Linked DNA regions of Sus scrofa: all the other regions are linked to region 1. The links are chromatin contacts, called in public Hi-C and promoter capture Hi-C maps. All regions are on one chromosome and are shown on one strand. Each heading gives the region's core, a stretch centred on a gene start, on an enhancer-like site or on the middle of the called end of the contact. The rest is flanking DNA. Distances are from core to core; before and after follow the strand shown. Region 1 overlaps PDHX (pyruvate dehydrogenase protein X component, mitochondrial). Region 2 overlaps SLC1A2 (excitatory amino acid transporter 2). Region 3 overlaps SLC1A2 (excitatory amino acid transporter 2).

Region 1 (3,944 bases), core at 582-3,081:
GCCAGGACATGGAAACAACCCAAATGTCCATCAACAGATGATTGGATTCGGAAGATGTGGTATATATACACAATGGAATACTACTCAGCCATAAAAAAGAATGCCATAATGCCATTTGCAGCAACATGGATGGAACTGAGTGAAATGAGTCAGAAAGACAAAGACAAATACCATATGATATTTCTTATAACTGGAGTCTAATATCCAGCACAAATGAACATCTCCACAGAAAAGAAAATCACGGACTTGGAGAATAGATTTGTGGCTGCCAGATGGGAGAGGGAGGGAGTGGGAGGGATCAGGAGCTTGGGGTTATCAGATACAACTTATAAGGAGATCCTGCTGAGTAGCATTGAAAACTATGTCTAGATACTCATATTGCAACAAAACAAAGGGTGGGGGAAAACTGTATACATGTAAGAGTAACTTGATCCCCATGCTGTACAGCAGGAAAAAAAAAATTGACCTATTTATATAATACTTTACGCTTTATGAAGTGCTATGACTAATAATTTTATCTTATTTTTAAAGACCTATTTTTTTAGTGACAGGAGTAATAATTTCATAAACAAAGACATTTCAGGAAAATAAGTTATTTAAGGTGTGAATAAAGGGAAATCATCACTAATTTATGATTTTGCTAATAATTTCTCAGCTTTTAATAAAAGTCCAAGTTTCTCTTAACAGTATATATCATACATAGCAGAGGTTAAAATTAGAGGTTTAAAAAGTAGCTACTTAACTGGGAAGAAAAAGACTGCTTGGGGAGTTCCTGCAGCAGAAACAAATGCAACTGGGATCCATGAGGTTGTGGGTTTGATCCCTGATCTCGCTCAGTGGGTTAAGGATCCAGTGCTGCCATGAGTTGTGGTGAAGGTTGCAGACGGGGCTTGGATCTGGCGTGGCTGCGGCTATGGTGTAGGCCAGCAGCTGTAGCTCCAATTAGACCCCTAGCCTGGGAACCTCCGTATGCCGCAGGTGAGCCCCTCCCCCCACAAAAAAAAGACTGCTTGGATTTGTTTGCAAATACAGATAAATGATAAAAAGTGAAAGTAAACTTTATATGATCAAAGAAATAAAAGACTGCCACTAACAGAGGCTAATGGTTTTTCAAAATACATCTTTATATACCTTATAATTTCAATTAAATGGTGTCTTCAATATTACGCGAGTCTAGACAAACTACATCCTGCCTGTCCCCAGCTCTTGAAATCAATAAGAGACCCTAGAATGTCAATTTCGAAAACAATCTATAACTATTTACAATGATTTTATTAGAGGACTGCTGCGTTTCCCATTTATGAACAGTCTAATCCTGAAATACACCACTTGCTGAACATAACACATCAGAATCTTAACCTTTTATACACTGGTGATGGGGGCCGTGGAGGACTTGTGTTTTGCACTGGGGAACAGCATCACTGTTGCCGCATTCCCTGAAGGCACACACCCACCTGTGGATTTCTAATATACCACAGCAAACAAACATGTCAAATATTCTTACATTTCTCCCTTCTTTAAAGCCACCTGACCTGGTACGAATCTAATTCACTGAAGCTTTCATTATAGCAAATGCTTCTAGCTGGTTCTGCTGACGGTTGCCCTTGACCCTGTTTTGACTTCCTTTGCATACAATGGCCAGACTAATCCTAAAGTTAAGTGTGCCCTGTTACTTCCCTTTTCAAAAGTCAACAAGAGTTTCCCGTTAATAACAGCACATTATAAATAATGGTTAATTCTTACCTGCAGCACACTTGGTTCTTTCATTGCTCCACTTCGCCTGAGATAAAGTCCGTCATGATGCAATGGGTAATGAGGACAAATTTTCCTTGAAAACTAAAAGTTAACTGCCATTGTAATTTTTCTCCCACACTCTAACTACAACATATTAACTTAGAGCACCACCTATCTTTCAATAAAAGGTTAGGAAACTAGTTTTACTTTTGCAACAGCTGGCCTGTACAATTTAGTATGATATTAAGTCCAAAATGCAAAAAGAAAAGAAAATTCTAAGAAGGTTCATTTGACAGTGCATAAAAGATCATTCTACCAGAATACAGAAAATTCTTAGTAATGTTTTAAACAAGGGAGTCTGGCCAGCTGTGTACTGAAGATCTTAATCTTCCACAAAAATGGTCAATGAACAAACTGTAGCTGGAAATGTTAACTAGAAGTTGCGGTTAGGGAGAAGCGGAGCTGTTTTGACTTTGAAATTCTAACACTCCTTGATATTTTCAGGTATTAACTAAATGTGTTGCTTTTTCTGTAAAAGTCTTCCCAACATTTAGGTCATTTCCCTTATTTAAATGAGGGTAAAAGTACAAATAAATATAAATACAAAATAAATATATTGTATAAATATATATTGTATATTTATACAATATAAGTATAAATAAATAAATATAAATTTATAATGTGGGAGACAGTCTGCTCATACAGCACACAGTTCATTCTCTGCTACGATCCCAGTCAAGGGCACCACACCCTCTTCTCAAATCCGTGTTATTCTCTGACCTCATGCTGCAACAGAATTATTTTTAGAAATGGCAATTTCTTACATAAACCTAAGCAGCGTAACACATTGGAGAAAATACTTTTAGTCAGAATGAATGGGCATTTGCACCAAAAGTCAAACCATGAGAAACAACTGATTACGTGAAAACCTGGCTGTGACATCCACGAAGAATGGAAATGTCTTGAATTTATACAGCATTTCTCCTGCGCGGTTCGCCGCAGCTCTCTAAGGCAGGCGGGAGTGGGGATCATCGCCCATGTCACCTACAGGGAAACAGATGCACTAGAGTTTAAGTGTGTCGACCACTGGAAAAACAGAACTCCCAGGGATTGATGGTGACCTACGGCTGTCTCATGCCCTATTCCTCAGATATAAAAATTAAGAGAAAAAAAATTTTAGTTAAAACTGACTGAAAATCAATGTAACTCATCAAAGTTATTTTGTAAATAGCACTTGGTTACAATTTGCAGTATAACTCAATATGACAAAAGGTCTGGAGATTGTTTATAAAAAACGGCTTGTTAAAATTGAGTGGAATAAGCATTTCTTAGCAGTTGATGTACTGGGGCTCTAAGCATTTCAGAAAGCTCTTTTGTGAGAGCCTAACTTGCTCATCGTGCCATAGCACACAGCTTGGACGACACAGTCACTCTCTTGGTGATTCATGGCAGCAAACACGAACATGAGTCTTTCTGTGACTGGTTATTTAAATCATCATCCCACTCTGGTTATGATTACCTTGTCAGATGTAGCAGAGTTGTTAAAAGAGAGATATTAAGCTCTTCTAACCTTTACAACAATCGGGCAAATTTTCATCTTATCAATGGAATAAAAGGGACAGTTCTCACAAGCTTCATAGGCCTTCTACTCTCTTTCCAAAGTTTTACACTCCACATCCATTATTTTCCTAATTTTACAGTGGACCCTTGAACATGGTTTTGAACTGCGCATGTCTGATTATACACAGAGTTTCTTCAATCCATACGTACTGTAGACCTACTCGAGCCCTAGATGACTGAATCCCCAGATGGGGAACCATGGATATGAGAGTCAACCATAAACTTACACACAGATTTTCCATTTCATGGGTCCACACCCCTAACCCTGAGTGATTCAAGGGTCAACTGTAATTTTAAATTCTTTTTCCTCCTATAGAGTCCCTTTTAAACTGTTCCAGGGAAATTACTAATCTACTTCAAGGCACTAAATCTCTGTGCCCTAACATGTAAAATACAACACAAATGTTTACTTTTTTTTTACATTTTTATTTTGCAATATAAACATGATTAAAATGCACTATGAAACAACATTTTGTGTTTACATCAAAACTAACTTAAAATGTTTGGTAGGAAATAGCATAATTTTTTAAAATATGTTCCAACTCAGTATGAAGGTGAGCAGTTTATTTCTGAATTTTATTTAGGTATTT
Region 2 (3,944 bases), core at 897-3,396, 380 kb before region 1:
TGCTTACATGTATGTGTGTGCTGGGTCATACTGAGGAACATCGGCTATATTTCTTCCTGTGGGTCATTGTCAAACATGCTTGAAATTGACTGATTGACAGATGAAAATCAAGTTGTTTTTTTAAATCAGGCTAAATGAGGAGTTCCTGTCGTGGCTCAGCGGTAACGAACCTGACTAGTATTTATGAGGACAAGGGTTTGATCTCCGGCCTTGCTCACTGGGTTAAGGATCTGACATTGCCGTGAGCTGTGGTGTAGGTCGCAGATGCCACTTGGATCTGGAGTTGCTGTGGCTGTGGTTTGGGATGGCAGCTGTAGCTCCAATTTGACCCTTAAGCCTGGGAGCTTCCATATGCCACAGGTGTGGCTGTAAATAAAAGCAAAAATAAATAAATAAATAAATAAAATCAGGCTGAGGCGTTAGCAGCTTTGCCAGGGCTGTGCCAAAGCTATCCATTGACCACGTGACATGTGTAAAACCAGTCAAACCAGTTACTAAATGTCAGGCTGACCACTTCAAAAATACAAATCAGAATTCTCAACTTTTAAAAGTTTGACTTTATTATCGCTATGCTTAGTTTCAAAGGATCCTCATTTTACAGATAGTGAACAGAAACCCGAGAGGTGGCATGCATAATCAAGATCCCAGACAGGAGCCGTGCTTCAGGGTAAAAATGAGACCAGCCTTGGGTCCAGCTCAGGAACAGCTCCTGCTTCACGTGTCCACCTGTGCATGTGGATGGACACCTGGGCCAACTCACCTGGTGACTTAAGTGTCACGAGGTATTTTGCTTGGAACTTTGGAATATAAGAAACAAAAGTTAAAGAGATACTGTGTTGAAGTCGTTCCTTCTCTTCTTGATTCTTTTTTTTTTTTTTTTTTTTGTCTTTTTGCCGCGCCTGTGGCATATGGAGGTTTCCAGGCTAGGGGTCCATTCGGAGCTGTAGCCGCCAGCCTATGCCAGAGCCACAGCAAAGTGGGATCCAAGCCCCATCTGAGACCCACACCACAGCTCACGGCAACGCCGGACCCTTAACCTGCTGAGCAAAGCCAGGGATCGAACCCGCAACCTCATGGTTCCTAGTCGGATTCGTTAACCACTGAGTCATGATAGAAATGCCCGTCTTGATTCTTTCATTGATTCTTCCGCACATTTTTCTGAACATTCAAAACCAAAAGTGAAGTAGGTTCAGGCTCTGGTGCTCTAGCAGTGCATGATCCAGAAGGAGAGTTGTCTTTCCAAGTGTGTCTAAGAAGCGGAGGAGTGTGTCAGAGGAGGTGTGTCAGAGGAAGCGGAGGAGAGCATGTTGTTGCATTTGGTTCATAACTTCATAAGAAATGAAAATAGGAAATTGAGGGAGTTCCCGTTGCGACACAGTGGAAACAAATCTGACTAGGAACCATGAGGTTGCGGGTTTCATCCCTGGCCTCGCTCAGCAGGTTAAGGATCTGACGTTGCCATGAGCTGTGGTGTAGGTCACAGATGCAGCTCGGATCTGGCGTTGCTGTGGCTGTGGTGTAGGCTGGCACCTGTAGCTCTGATTAGACCCCTAGTCTGGGAACCTCCATATACCACAGGTGCAACCCTAAAGAGACAAAAAAAAAAAAAAAATAGGACATTGATAAAATTTAACCCCTGCACACCCAATCCCTCGTTAGCTGTGTGATGAAAGACATTTTAAATAACTTGTATAGTAAAAAGTATTTAAGGTCCATTTTCCTGAAATAAATTCTGAAATATCCCCCTCCTGGTTGGGTTCAGTTTTCTTCCTTTCCTACAGGACTGGGATGTAGAAAAAAACACAGATTTTGGATTCAGGCTGACTTGGGTACAAATCCTGCCTGCACAGCATCTGGGCGGTAAAACTTAGCCATGGTCTCTAAGGCTCAGCTTCCTTGTCCATAAAATGGAGATAATAATTTTAGCCTCATAAGTTTGTAGTAAAGATTAGTTGGGGAAATGTATATTAAGATAAAATAGTTTAAGTGTGGAAAAATGCTTTTATATCTGAATTTTTGATATGAATATGTTTTCATAATAATAGAGCGAAGTTGAGTATAGAAATGATGTAGTTTTTTCACTTCTTCTTCCTTCCAGAAGGGTGCAGTGTAAGGCCAAGAAATGCTTTCTTTCAGTTATTTTCCTGTCCTGATATTTAATGACTGCATTTTTAAGATATCTTTTCTCCACCCGTTCCCATCTCATTCTCACACATATCCAGTTTCCATCAGGAATTCGATGTTAGAGGAAAAAATGGCCTCTTTTTCTGATACTTAAAAATAAACCACGACAAATAAGGACTTTGAGTTGTTGCCATGACTGCCAAACCCTCTCCTGCCCATTATCCAGAGTAAATTATTTATTTTTTTGTTTTGTTTTTTTTTGGGGGGGGGTGCAGATTTGGGGCCACAGGTGCGGCATATGGAGGTTCCCAGGCTAAGGGTTGAATTGGAGCTGTCGCTGCCAGCCTACACCACAGCCACAGCAACACCGGATCCTTAACCAACTGAACCGGGCCATGGATCACACCTGCATCCTCATGGATGCTGGTTGGGTGTGTTTCTGCTGAGCCACAGTGGAAACTCCCAGAGTAAATTATTAATGAGCTCGTCCAGGACTGTTTATCAGTAAACACACAGGTTGTTCTAAGGGGAAGGTTGTATGACTCTGGTAGGGAGAGTGAGGTTGCAGTGCTGGGAAAGTTGGTGGTGGTGGGGGGGTGCTTGCTTCTCAGCCTCCGTCCACAGGGAAAGACCTGAATGAGCCAGCCATTTGCATGAGATCCTCTTCAGTGGCCAAAAAGTCTGTTTTCCTGGCATTTCAGGTGCTTACAAGGCTGAGTGCCTCTCTGAGTCACTTTTCCAGAAGCAAGATGCTTTAAACGAGCACTTTCTCTCATTCCCAGAAAGGGTTGACCCATTCCTGCTCAGATAATCCTTCCCAGAAATTAAGACAGCCATCCAGGGAGTTCCCGTCGTGGCGCAGTGGTTAACGAATCCGACTAGGAACCATGAGGTTGCGGGTTCGGTCCCTGCCCTTGCTCAGTGGGTTAAGGATCCGGCGTTGCCGTGAGCTGTGGTGTAGGTTGCAGACGCGGCTCGGATCCCGCGTTGCTGTGGCCCTGGCGTAGGCTGGTGGCTACAGCTCCGATTCGACCCCTAGCCTGGGAACCTCCATATGCCGCGGGAGCGGCCCAAGAAATAGCAACAACAACAACAACAACAACAACAAAAAAGACAGCCATCCATGGTGTTTGGTTGACCAGCCACAAATTCGTATACAAATTCCACGGGAGAGAGCGGGGAGGCCACTGGAAGCCGAGAACGTCAGGAAGTATATGTTTGCAACTTATTGAGATAGAAATGGCTGTCCTTGTTTGGGTTTTTTTTGTTTGTTTGTTTCTTTTTTTTCTTTTTTGCCATTTTCCTGGGCTGCTCCCATGGCATATGGAGGTTCCCAGGCTAGGGGTCCAATCTGAGCTGTAGCCACCGGCGTGCACCACAGCCACAGCAATGCGTGATCCAAGCCGGTTCTGTGATCTGCACCACAGCTCACGGCAACGCCAGATCCTTAACCCACTGAGCAAGGGCAAGGATCAAACCCACAACCTCATGGTTCCTATTCGGATTCATAAACCACTGAGCCACGACGGGAACTCCTGTCCTTGTTTTTATTTTAACAAGAAGCACGACCCATTTGCCATGGAAAAGCTTCTCAGACGAGGTCATTTTGAGCCCATTTACTTCACTTTTCTGAGCCTCAGTTTCTACATATGTGATATAGGGTTGACCAAATCTTTTAGGAATGGTCGCGAGGGTAAATGCATAGAAAACATGTAGCAAATTTCCTGGCCCTCAGTAAGCCTTTAGTAGCTGCCGTTCTTAAACTGGTTGATCCCTGCACCATATATCCGTATTTCTCTAACATCGCTGAATCTCCTGAA
Region 3 (3,944 bases), core at 987-3,486, 290 kb before region 1:
CTGAGGGCCAAGGGGCCCCACAGTTTTCTACTTTGGCCACGAGTAATGGGGCCAGGGCTTTGAGGTGAATCATTCCGAAGACTTTTGTGGTCTTTTCCAGATTCTCGGTGGATTCTGGGAAGTCACATGGCCTTTGACGGTCCTGGGGAGTTTCAGCCCCACTCACTCCTCTCTCAACCCCGGTGACCAAATCTAAGAGGGCTCTGTTCAAATGGAACACCCCCGTCCCAGTGAGTGTGTTCAACGAGGCCGTGTTTACACAGGGAAGCGGTTTACACAGGGTGCAGGTGTCCAAGTGCAAATTGAGGTCTGGAAAGCTGAGGGAAGTCAGACGGTTGAGAAACTTCCCATTTACAAATCATGGCTGAAATAAGGTTCTTTCCATGGTCCTCCAAGGGCAAAGATAGTGGCTTTTTTTTTTTTTTTTTTTTTTTTTTTTTTTGGTTTTGGTTGTTTTATTTTATTTTATTTTTTTTTGGCTTTGGAAAGTCCCAAAGAGCGAGCATTGCAATAGTGAAGATAAAATCTGGCCTCTGACTTTTTAAAACACTTCTTTCTTTCTTTCTTTTTTTTTTTTTGTCTTTTTGCCTTTTCTAGGGCCGCACCCACGGCATAGGGAGGTTCCCAGGCTAGGGGTCTAATCAGAGCTGTAGCCACCGGCCTATACCACAGTCACAGCAACGCCAGATCCAAGCCGCACCTGCGACCTACACCACAGCTCACGGCAACACCAGATCCTTAACCCACTGAGCAAGGCCAGAGATCAAACCCGCAACCTCATGGTTCCTAGTCAGATTCATTAACCACTGAGCCATGACAGGAACTCCATAGAAACACTCATTTCTTTACGCCGCAAACTTGCAGACTCTTTTGGACTCGAATCTCAACCACTTAAATCAACTCCTGTGAGAGACGGCTCCTTTCAGCATCTCTGTAGTATGCACAGAGATGGCCAGTTTCTGCAGACCCCACCGGGGGAGCTGTTTTATGCTAGTTCTTTGGGACCTTGAGACCTGGAGCATTTTCTTTTAAAATTTCCAAATGGAATTCACCAAGTGATAACTAGCTATTCTCAGCCAGAATGTTCACAGATTATTGCTCAGTTCTCCTCTAGCAAACGCCTCTCCACGGGCTTGAGAAGAGCCTGCCTGCGATGTCCTCTATTCCTGCAGAACTAGGTCACTCTCCCTGGTCGCTCTAATTCTGGGTCACTTTAATTCTCACTAAGCCTTTGTTTTTGTGGCCAGAACGGCTCACTGGTAAGTCACTTGTCGCTCTTTCTGGCCAAGAGCTGAGAAGGGGAACTATTAAATAGTGAGGATTAACAATTTTAGTGCAAGTTCTGGGTTCTTTTTGCTGAAGCTAGAGAGAGGGTCTGGTGGTTGAACAGTCTGGGTTGATATGTGCTTGCTGTGGGGAGGTGGGAGGTTTTGGCGACCAGGGAAAAGGTAAAATCAGAGGTTCAGAGAGAAAGACTTTTCCTCCAAGAGAATCAAATTATAATGCTGTAGTTTACCTTGGTACAGCTCAAGACCGCAGGCCTAAACAGACACACGAGGAAACTGGATAGAATAGGGAGAGACTGGAAATGACGGGACGGGGTGGGTGTGGGGAAGAAGAGGGAGAGGTTCAGAGAAAGTCAGATGGGCGAGCAAGGTCCCATTGTCAAGGGGACAATGACACGGATTTATAGTCCATGCAAGTCATCAGAATTGGAGCCCCAAGGGAGTTCCCATCGTGGCTCAGTGGGTTAACGAATCCAACTAGGAACCATGAGGTTGCGGGTTCGATCCCTGGCCATGCTCAGTGGGTTAAAGATCCAGTGTTGCCCAAGAAATGGCAAAAAGGCAAAAAAAAAAAAAAAGAATTGGAGCCCCAAGACTGGAAAACAGATTGGGAGTTGAGGCACATGGTGATTTGTAATCAGAAACCCAGAAAGCCCCAGGCAGTATGGGGACATCTGTTAGCCATACACATGGGAGGGTCTGGGTGACACTCCAGAGTGAGACCCTGAGGGAGGGACCTGGTAGGGGGAGTAGTGGCGGAGAGAATGTTTTGGGGAAAGAAAAGCCAGGTCTTGGAGAAACTAACAAATCAGGCAGGTTCCCAGGACAGATACTTAGAATGAGGCAAAAGGCCGCCCAGAACTAAGACCCAAGATTGGCTGTTGGAGTTGGTCCAGGACCTAGTGCAGTTTGCTGCTGACATCAAGAGGTGGAGACAGTGTTCAGTTGTTCCTCAAATCCTCCTGGACGAGAATTAGGAGTGACCCTGGGGCCAGGATGGGGTTACACTGAGGTGGACATCAGGTGATAACAAGTGAAGGAGTTCAGATGGCTGAGGGGCCAGGAAATAACAAAGACTATGTTTTCTCTTTATGATCCTGGGAAAAAACTCAGTAAAAAAGAAAGCATTCTAAACTTTTTTGACCATGGAAAGAATGGTGATGAATTAATGAATAACAGGTTGAATGCAAACAAACTGGGTCATTTGGGGTTTTCCCAACTGTTTTGTATTTCTCATTGCTTTCTCTTTGATTTTTTTTTCCTTTTTGTCATTTTTCCTCCTTCTCAAATTAGGCAATAGGAAAATAATTTTATCTTTAGGGTGTTCCTGGAGTGAACTATACCAGCCATGCATTGATTTGGGATAACACCAAGCCAATACAGACATAACCCTGGCAGAGACTTAGTTGTTAATTGGTCTCTGCTCTTCTAACATTGGCTCCAAAATTTGCACAAAACTCCCCAAGTCCCAACAAGCCTTGCTTTGTTAATCTACATGCTAAAGGAATCTGCTCACACATGATTTCAAAAGCAAGGACGAGAAAGAAGAGAGTACTTTATCGTTTGGAAGGAACATGAATTTATTTCCTCCAAGGAACTAACCTGCTTACACTCCAACTTGCTCATGTGGAAAATATTCAGGAAAGCCGTAATTATCCAGGGGAAAGGTATTTTCAGTGTGAAACCTAATGCTTTTGTCTTTTAATGCTTACTTCGTGGGGTAACAGGCGGTGAGAACGGGGCTCCCTACTTGGGGAATGGGAAAGCCCACGGGAGAAGAAACACATTCTTTATAATTTGTCCTTCTGTGTCATGTGATTCACCCAACAGGTCTGATAGGGTTTTTCATTGCCTTTGGCATCGCCATGGGGAAGATGGGTGAGCAGGCCAAGCTGATGGTGGAATTCTTCAATATTTTGAATGAGATTGTGATGAAGTTGGTGATCATGATCATGTGGTAAGTGGGCTTCTTCTTACCTCATTGCGGAGAGGACGTGAGATGGTGTTGGGGTCCCCCAGAGGACGCTGGAACCCTCCCAGCAGCAAAGAGTGGGTGGGCGTGAACCAAGTGAACCAAGCAAAGGGCTCTCAGGAAGGACTGAGAAAGGGCTGAAAAACCTCTCTTTTAGAGAGTTCCCCAGAAAATGGGTTGGAAACCTATAGCCAGCCCATGGACCACATCTCATCTGCCATTTGTTTTGTATGACCTGACAATTAAGAATGGGTCTTTTGTGTTTACTTTGCAGAAAAAAAAATCAAAAGAGTAGTACTAGTCCATGACACGTGAAAATTACTTGGAGTTCACATTCAGGGCCCATAAATCGTTTTACTGAAACCCAGCCTCATACCTGTTTGTTCATGTATTGTCTACAGTTGCTCTTGTGCCAAAAGACAGAGTTGAGGGATTCTGACCAAGAGTATGTAGCCTGCAAAGCCTGAAATATCTACTCTTTGGACCCTTATATAAAAAGTCTGCCCATCCTTGCCCTGTGAGAAAAGACAAAAAAAAAAAAAAAAAAAAAAAAAACACTGGAAAAATCAAGCAGGAATCCTGAAACCTGAAGCTCTCAGGAAACATTGAGATAGGGCCAAACTCCCCGGGATATGGCAGGGCCCAGGGCCTGTGGAAGAACCACTGCTCCGTATGCTGGTGTACGT

The links. Promoter capture Hi-C pulls out the DNA fragments that hold promoters and counts their contacts. Hi-C and Micro-C count contacts between places; a contact is called where the count stands out from the background.
Region 2: a Hi-C map of liver shows a contact between it and region 1, with 2.8 times the contacts expected there. The contact joins two enhancer-like sites. A contact is called at or near these places in 23 of 47 Hi-C or Micro-C datasets (adipose tissue, alveolar macrophages, blood and 13 more) and 2 of 2 datasets of contacts at active chromatin or transcription factors (alveolar macrophages and skeletal muscle).
Region 3: a contact with region 1 is called in a promoter capture Hi-C map of liver, with 4 times the contacts expected there. The contact joins two enhancer-like sites. A contact is called at or near these places in 1 of 5 promoter capture datasets (liver), 4 of 47 Hi-C or Micro-C datasets (embryonic fibroblasts, fetal heart ventricle, heart right ventricle and 1 more) and 1 of 2 datasets of contacts at active chromatin or transcription factors (alveolar macrophages).

What each region holds. Positions count from the first base shown.
Region 1 is chr2:26,011,195-26,015,138 of Sscrofa11.1, forward strand. PDHX (pyruvate dehydrogenase protein X component, mitochondrial) reads right to left here. Exons shown (of 13, transcript XM_003122869.4): 13 at 3,760-3,944. Among named protein-coding and RNA genes, the nearest start is that of MIR1343, 53 kb to the right of the region's middle. Within about 2 kb of position 1,832, at least 17 of the 83 cell types and tissues checked have an H3K27ac peak or open chromatin away from gene starts, as enhancers often do. A contact at or near this core is called in alveolar macrophages and liver, where this site is marked.
Region 2 is chr2:25,631,510-25,635,453 of Sscrofa11.1, forward strand. All of the region lies in intron 1 of SLC1A2 (excitatory amino acid transporter 2), which reads left to right. All of the region lies in intron 1 of LOC110259680 (a long non-coding RNA gene), which reads left to right. Among named protein-coding and RNA genes, the nearest start is that of SLC1A2, 30 kb to the left of the region's middle. Within about 2 kb of position 2,147, at least 9 of the 83 cell types and tissues checked have an H3K27ac peak or open chromatin away from gene starts, as enhancers often do. A contact at or near this core is called in alveolar macrophages and liver, where this site is marked.
Region 3 is chr2:25,722,130-25,726,073 of Sscrofa11.1, forward strand. It overlaps SLC1A2 (excitatory amino acid transporter 2), which reads left to right. Exons shown (of 11, transcript XM_003480708.4): 6 at 3,117-3,243. Among named protein-coding and RNA genes, the nearest start is that of SLC1A2, 120 kb to the left of the region's middle. Within about 2 kb of position 2,237, at least 13 of the 83 cell types and tissues checked have an H3K27ac peak or open chromatin away from gene starts, as enhancers often do. A contact at or near this core is called in alveolar macrophages and liver, where this site is marked.